Regions from separate parts of the Mus musculus genome. Here region 2 is linked to region 1. The links are chromatin contacts, called in public HiChIP or PLAC-seq maps. All regions are on one chromosome and are shown on one strand. The core of a region is the stretch at or near the end of the contact, and the rest is flanking DNA. Distances in the headings are between cores, read along the strand shown. Region 1 has its middle 15 kb from the start of Gm39718. Region 2 overlaps Cnih3 (cornichon family AMPA receptor auxiliary protein 3).

Evidence for each region. HiChIP or PLAC-seq counts read pairs in DNA pulled down with a chosen protein or histone mark.
Region 2: a contact with region 1 is called in a FOXA1 HiChIP or PLAC-seq map of pancreatic cancer cells. The contact joins two enhancer-like sites. A contact is called at or near these places in 2 of 484 Hi-C or Micro-C datasets (embryonic fibroblasts and nephron progenitors) and 2 of 115 datasets of contacts at active chromatin or transcription factors (bone marrow-derived dendritic cells and pancreatic cancer cells).

Annotation. Positions count from the first base shown.
Region 1 is chr1:181,270,381-181,274,484 of GRCm38.p6, forward strand. No RefSeq gene overlaps it. Among named protein-coding and RNA genes, the nearest start is that of Gm39718, 15 kb to the right of the region's middle. Within about 2 kb of position 2,686, at least 44 of the 459 cell types and tissues checked have an H3K27ac peak or open chromatin away from gene starts, as enhancers often do. A contact at or near this core is called in pancreatic cancer cells, where this site is marked.
Region 2 is chr1:181,423,368-181,427,265 of GRCm38.p6, forward strand. All of the region lies in intron 3 of Cnih3 (cornichon family AMPA receptor auxiliary protein 3), which reads left to right. Among named protein-coding and RNA genes, the nearest start is that of Cnih3, 73 kb to the left of the region's middle. Within about 2 kb of position 1,709, at least 31 of the 459 cell types and tissues checked have an H3K27ac peak or open chromatin away from gene starts, as enhancers often do. A contact at or near this core is called in pancreatic cancer cells, where this site is marked.

The DNA.
Region 1 (4,104 bases), core at 1,436-3,935:
GAGAGAGAAAACGAAACCCCGTCCCTATTAAGGAGAATTATCCTTCGCCTCGGACGTGTCACTCCCTGATTGGCTGCAGCCCATCGGCCGAGTTGACGTCACGGGGAAGGCAGAGCACATGGAGTAGAGAACCACCCTCGGCACATGCGCAGATTATTTGTTTACCACTTAGAACACAGCTGTCAGCGCCATCTTGTAACGGCGAATGTGGGCGCGGCTCCCAACAGTCTGTCAAGAGCTGTGCACGTGAGACTGAGAAGCAAGGTCAGAGAGAACAATCAGCCCTTGCCGTCCTCGCCGGACCTTGGCCTCGATGCCACAGGTGGATAGACAGGAATTTAAGACTGGGGCTGGAGAGATGGCTCAGCAGTTAAGAGCACTGACTGCTCTTCCAGAGGTCCTGAGTTCAAATCCCAGCAACTACATGGTGGCTCACAACCATCTGTGATGGGATCTGATGCCCTCTTCTGGTGTGTCTGAAGACAGCTACAGTGTACTTACGTATAATAAATAAATAAATCTTAAAAAAAAAAAGAATTTAAGACTGGGTTCTGGGCCTGTACAACTAAAGCCCACAGACTTGTGGGACTGTGGATTAGGGGGTCTCTCACCAGGCTCCCCACAAATTCCCATGACTGTCCTCATGCAAATAGGTGCCTGCTCTTCTTGAGGTGGTCACAGAAAAACAGCTATTCTATGCCACCGCAAGCCCAGCATTTACACAAGCCTGGCTGTGCATGTAAGATAGAGGACCAGAGGACATGGCTGTTCCTGAAGGAGATCTCCATTTGCCTATGGAAGGAGACATCTTCACCAGGGCTTGATGTGAGGGTGGGAAGGCTGGCATCTTGCCACACTGCACCCTGAAGCTATTACAGCATGTGGGGAGACGCTACCTCAGCTCTGCTCAGGCTGGAGCCTGAGTCTCAGATGCACTCTCAATTCAGCTTGTAACTGTCAGTGTGAGGTCAGGCCAGGCACGGTCTCCACCAGTCTGTCACGTGCCCTTCTGACTTTTAGGAGGTGACAGGAGGTGCCATTAATTCATGTTTGTCAACTGCTCAAAAGTCCCCAGACAGAAGGGTTGCTCATGCAGAGTGAGGCCTGGGCCGGTGAAGCTCTGTGACAGCTGAGTGGCCGCACTGGTGTCACCATGTCACATGAAGACACTCATCATCTCTGCTTCTTCTCTGGAAATATCAGTTAGGAAAAAAATTAAATATAGAGCCACACAGAAAATAAGATAACGAACAGCCTGTTATCTTTAACCCAAAATGAATAAATATCAACACTTTCACAATTAACATTTTACTAGAATGAGAGAGAGAGAGAGAGAGCATGCCCGTGAGAGAGCAAGCTGTGAATAAAATCAAGGACAGGTGGCTGTTGAGCAAAGACTCTAATCTACCTTTGGTCCTTAAAATAGTCTTACTAACAACATTCTACCAATGTATTTTGGACTTCAAAAACTTCTTTTATGATTAAATTTCAATTCTGTGGTGTGTGTGTGTGTGTGTGTGTGTGTGTGTGTGTGTGTGTGTGAGCAGCCGACCCTGGTTCTCTGGAAGGAAGAACAGCAAGCACCCTAATGGCTGAGCCATTTCTCCAGACCCACTGACCCTTGTTTGTTTTGAAAGACAGGAGTTAAACATTTGCACATTCTCACCGTACCCCACCCACCAGCCTGTCACCCAGGGTGACCACTGTCACCCAGGGCGCGTGTCCTCTATGTCTACCTTCCATGTGTGTAATCGGACAATGCTAGTGGACAGCGTGGGGTTGGGACCAGTCAGGGCTGAAGACTGGGCCTTTTGCTTTAATTGTGCTCTCTGGTCTCTGTGAACCTCAGTCCCTCCATCTTTACTCCTCTTCTACTGGGGTAGGTTTTTGACCTACAGCATTGCTGTTTCTCTGGGGAATGGAGGCAAATTGCTGGGCTCAGTAAATGGTAGCAAGTACCACTGGCCATTTCACCCTTTCTCCCTCCCCTCCCCTCTCCTCCTTTTTCCCCTCCCCCCTCCTCTCCCCTCTCTCCTCTCCCTCCCCTCCTCCTTTCCCTTCTCCCTCTTTCCCACTTTCCCTCTCCCTTTCTCCTTTCTCCCCCCTCCTTTCTCCCTCCCTCCCCTCCTCCTTCCCCTTCTCCCTCTCCCTCTTTCCCTCTCCCTTTCTCCTTTCTCCCCCCTCCTTTCTCCCTCCCTCCCCTCTCCCTCTCTAGAAAGTTCCTGGAGAACAAGGACCCTGTCTAAAGCCCATATCCCTTTGAGCCACTCCTGGGGTCCCCAGGTCACTGCTAGGCTGACTGGCTGATCCTTACAGAATGTCTGGAAGCTTTTCTGTGTTTGTTCAGGCTCCTTTGGGGTTAGCGCAGAAACCAATTCTGCTTTGGGGACACCCAAGAACTCTGAGTCTAGAGAGGAGTGACTGCCCTAAGAGATTTGGAGTTTTTTTCCCAGGTCCTGCTTCTTCTCAGGCTTCAGGTGAGCAGTGTAGTGGCGTGGGAGAAATACTGAGAGCCACGCGGTTTGTTGGCACTTCTAGGCTCCACTCGGTTTCCTTTGCTTTCTTGGATTCTAGCCATTGAGGGTTCAGGTGCCTTTCTGCAAGATCCAACCCTAACCTAGAGCTCGCCCGCGGTGAGCCTCCAGGGCACCGATGTCCGTCTCCGACAAGGGACAGAAGGGGGCGACAAACCCGCACAGTTGGCCGGCGGACCATGCCGGGCAGTGCCTGAGCCCAGAGCCATTCTCCCCCTTTTCCCTGGTAACTGGACACTTCTTGTAGATTCCCACAGCACACAGTAGAGTGCACTCTTTGTGAAAACACCCCCGCCCCCCGCCCCCCCCCCCGCCCCAGGCCTCGCCTTCACAGAGTAGCAGAGGCTGTCACCCTACACAGCAGAACCATCTTAGATTCCTGTTAGTTCTTAAAGCAAGGCCAGAGCTTAGGACCCCAGGGGTGATGCTCTAGGGCAGAGGTGTGCTTGTCCAAGTCCTGCAGTTGTTTCAAAGGCTTTGCAATGATTTCATTTGTGCACAAGCTGGGAATAGCTGCAGAGTTTTGACCCCAAGCATTTAAGGTCTTTTAGCCCAGGCTGTCCTTAGCACATTTCTGAAACTCCATCTCCCCAGTTGCGGACACACAAATCTAGCTATCTTACGTTTACTTAGTATTTTAACACCCATTTTTGTAAAAACTACATAAAGACACCAACTATCCAAATGCAACGTTAATATTTTTGAAAATTATATATTAAAGAATTAACATCAGGCAGATGAGATGGCTCAGCCTTTAAGAGCCGGTACTGCTCTTGCACGAGGGGCAGCTCCCAGCTGTCTGCAACTTCAGCTTCCGGCTCATCTGAGTCCTTGGTTTGTCACAGGCACCTGCACTCATGTGCACATGCCTGCCCCACTTTGCACATAATTTAAACACATCTTAATTAACATCAACATAGAAGTGCTCCCGGAGCTTCCCCCCCCCCCCCCCCCCCCCCCGCCGGCCACTTTTGTTTCTGCGTCTGCACAGGCCAGAGGACTGGTCTGTCTCTAGTTCTTCCATATCTCAGTGAGTCACAGAGCTGGAATTTGACTGGGGTCTTTATGGCTCCAAAGGGCTAAAAGTCCAGTTAAACTAGCAGATCTCTGACAGGGTTGGGAGGCAGCCACCCATTTATGGTGCTGGCAGCAGCTGTGTGTTTGGACAGATGCTGATGGTCCATCGCTATAGGGTGCCTTTGATCTCTCCGGATATTTATGTTTCTTATGATTTTTTTTTGTGATAAGGAATTTAAAATCTCTTCTAACTACTTTGAATTATACAATAGAATACTGCTATGAACATTGTCCTGTGTAATGAAGTATCCGAACCCTTTCCTCCTGTCTGGCTGAGACTACGTATCCTATCCACTAGCCACTCTTTTTAATGCCTCCCCCCAGTGCCTGGGTCCTTTCCCAGCCTCTGGACCACCATTCTAGTTTCTACTTCTGTGGGCTCAGCATTTTCAGCAGAGTGAAAGACGCAGTGTTTGTCTTTCTGTACTTGGCTTAGTTCCCTGAATATTATGTGCCCCAGGTCCATCTGTGTTGACCACATGACAGCCCGATT
Region 2 (3,898 bases), core at 459-2,958, 150 kb after region 1:
CACCTCTTTGTCCAGTCATGAAGGCTCCACTTCCATCACCTCAGCGATGTCCCACCTTCTCATACTACCACAGGAGGGGCAGTGGGACCAGCAGCCAGCACATTGCCATGGTGGCTCAAGTAAAGCGTCTCTTACAGCAGCGTTCGTTGTCTAACCTGCTGCCTAGTCTGCAGGCATTATCCACAATGTGTAGCAGGACTAATTTGGGGCAACAATTGCAGTGTCAACGTGGGCTCCTCTTTACTGAAGAGGAGAGGGAGTGGAGGAGAGGTTGACCAGCGTTGCCTGCTACATGCAAAGTCAACTTTTGAATCCAGGTAGTCTTGGCCCAGAGCTTGCTTTTCAGTTTCTATTACCTGCTTAAATGATAAGAGTGCGCTGCCCTGCTCTCAGGACAAAGATGGTGCAGCGTTAACAGAAAGGAACGTGCACAAGTTCCCGGTCCAACTCTACCTCCTCCTTAACGGGGCACCAGGAACAAGCCCAAGCACAAGCCTGCTGAAGCCCGGTCTAGGGAGCCGATGAGTTTATCAGGCTTACTTACAGAGCGTGGATGAGGGTCAGTGGCCCCAAGGCACCTGGACTACAGAAGTCTCTTCTTAGCCCCATAGCTGTCTAGGTGGAACCCCCTCTTCAATTAATTTCTTGTACTGTCTGCTTTAGCACCTTCAAAGATTCCAAGGCCACATGAGGTTAGGGCAGAAATACACACACAGGGACTGAGATGTGCGGAAGAGAGGGAGATATCAGGGAAGACCCTCCCCACTGCCCCTTCTATGAGACTTTACCTTGGGGGGTCTCTTACAATCGTTCATGGATAAAATTGGAGGCTGTTAGAAGAATACTGTGGAAACTGACATAATTATTACTAAAACCCTTGGTCTATATTTATCATTCACACCTCCATGTGGTCACAAACAGCAAATATGTAAAAGCACAGATGTACACACAGGGCTGGGTTCTTCTGTTTAATTCCCTAATAATGGGGGGGGGGAGGGGAAAGGGTTTATATGCAGCCGTTTCTCCTCGTCTGAAGTTATAGTTTCTGCAGTTTTTATTACCCAGTGCTAATATTAGTTGAAAAATATTAAATGGAAAATTCCATAGATAAATGATTTATAGGTAATAAGCTGCCCACTGTTCCAAGTGGTGCGATGAGATCTCACGCTGCCCTCTCCTCCCCAGTTAGGGTATGACTCATACATATCTTTGTCCAGGGTACCACATTGTATTCACCTACCTTCTCTCGGGTCACTTAGCAGACGGATCTCAGTTGTCAGGCCTGCTATCACATGCCACAGTGCCATGCTGTGTGACAGGTATATTATTTAATCATGACCCAAGAACAAGGATAATCATACTGAGCAGTTTGAATACACCAGAGAGAAGTCTTTAAGTGCTCCCATTGACTGAAAGGCGAGAGTCCTCAACTTAATGAGGAGATGGAGAAGAACCCGTTGATGTTACCAAGATCTACTGTAAGAGTGAGTCTTGTCTGTGACAACGTGAAGAAACGCAGATCCCTGCTAGTTTTGCTGATGTAACCCGCACTGTGAAAGTTATGGCTGTGGTACGTGACTTGTGCCTGGGTAAGACAACTGCACACTGAATCACAAGGTTTGGGACTAGCTACGGTTTCTGGTATATGCTAGGACTCATGCTATTAGCTGCTGAGAACAAGGAGACCTTGACCATAACTAGTTTGTTCCAGTTCTCAGCTGATAAAAAGCTGCTGTCTTAATCATGATCACCCGAGTCTACACAATACCCCACACTATGCACTATTTAGTCCTATCTGTATTTATGAACCTTCTGTACCAGGTTTTTACCTGGCCCCTTGCTAATAACCCAACAATAAATGTCTTTGTGTGCTTTATCAGAAGGGAGGCTGGAAGGCTAGGTTATATGAATATGTACTTCCCCCAAAAGGTTGAAGCACTCTGTATCCTGCTCAGTGGTAGGAAAGGGTTTCTGTTAACTGGGCATGATGGCTCACACCTTTAATCCCAGCACTCAGAAGGCATAGGCAGGTGTGGATCTCTGCGAGTTTGAAGCCAGCCTGGTCTACAAAATGAGTTCCAGGACAGCCAGGGCTACAGAAAGAAACCCTGTCTTATTGCCCTCACCTCCACCAAAAAGAGGGCATCTGTTTGTCTAGCTGTGACTCAGTGGCCTTGGGCAACCCGCAGGCTAGTCGAAGGGCCCATCTTCCTCTCCCTAGGAAGGTGCACAGCTCAGCAGTCAGGAATGTATCCTTACAGGCCAGCATTTCTCAGCCCCAGGGCACACTGGACACCCCTAGAGGTTTAAAACCTGGGGCTCCAAATGACTCAACTCCAGAAAGTTCCACTTAATTTTTCCAGGCTGGGTGCAGACAACAGTGTTTTCAAAAGCCTCCCAGGGGGTTTCTTGGCCTACCTGGGTGGGAACTATGCCAACACAAGACCTGAGTTCTTTTCCTCTCTCTCTCTCTCTCTCTCTCTCTCTCTCTCTCTCTCTCTCTCTCTCTCTCTCTCTCTCTCTCTCTCTCCCCCTCTCTCTCCCTCCCTCCCTCCCTCCGTCCCTCTCTCCCTCCGTCCCTCTTGTCCTCCCTCTCTTGCTCCCTCCCTTGCCCTTCCCAAGCCTCTTCTTTAAATCAGTAAAAGTTGACTGTAGAGAGCTTCCTCTGGAGCAAGCAGCCTTTCCCTGCCCTGTCCCATAGAACAACTCTATCAGGGGTGACTTTTAATTCCCACTCCCAAACCTCTTTGCAGAACTGGAAACTCAGGCCTGAATGTGATGTTTGGTGATACTGCCAACCGGCTCTGAGGGGCAGGCAGGCAGACTTGGAAACCCCTCTGACCTTAGGGCTTCCTACCTCACAGGTCAGTGTTTCTGCCTGAGGGAGGGGCAGGGGTGTTTATGATGTGACGATCTGGTATCTACACACCGCATTCGGCCCCGCACTCCGGCCAGCCAAGGTTAAGTATGCCAGCAGCCGGGTTGAACCACCCAGGGCCGCAAGTGTGTTAAGGAACGTGAGTTATGAGGCTGGCTGTGCAGAGGGGCTCAAACCTTGTAGTGTATTAGAGTCACCGGGGGAGAGTAAAAGATCCTGAGCGATGCTCAAACCCAACCAACAAAGTCGGAATTCCTGAGGAGGAGACCCAGTACAGGAATTTTTAAAGCTCCCCAAGTCATTGCCGTGTGCAGCCTTGTTTGCAAAACAACACCCATGAGAGCCCTTGGCCCTCATGTCTCTCACACTTAGTAACTATCTGGGCCTGGCAATGGAACTGCTCAGCCCCTCCCTGATGAGCACTATTCCTACCCAGTTTTTGAGCTTAGAATCATTTCTGTAGCAATTCGTGTCCTGAAAGATGGAAATTACTTTTTTTTTCCACAAGGCAAAAAATATCCCCATTATTTTATAAATAGAATTGTTCCCTGGCTCTGGAGGACCGTAGTATTCTGTGGCCGGCCAACCCTGTACACAGTGAGAGTTTAGGCAGCGTAGAGTGAGCACCTGCATGGTGCTCCCCTCAGCTCACCTGAGTGCGGCTCTGGGGTCCTCCACATCAGTCCTCAACATGTCTTACTCAGAGTGATCGAGGAAAGAGTGGTGGTGGACAAGGGGGTGTCTTTCAGGTTGTGGAGGAGGCTACTTTCAATGGATTGGCCAATGTCCTCAACTCCAGTACTCTCCAGGGCTGCACTTGAAGTGAGGTGAGGGCTTGGATAGCAATTCTGAAGACAACCAGAGTGCTCACTGGGTAGAAAGGGGACATACAGGGTGGTAGGTGGAAGGGTGAATGGTGGGTGCTGCTGGGGTGGTATATTAGAGTTCTCCAGGGGAACTAAACCAAACACACACACACACACACACACACACACACACACACACACACACACTATTAGA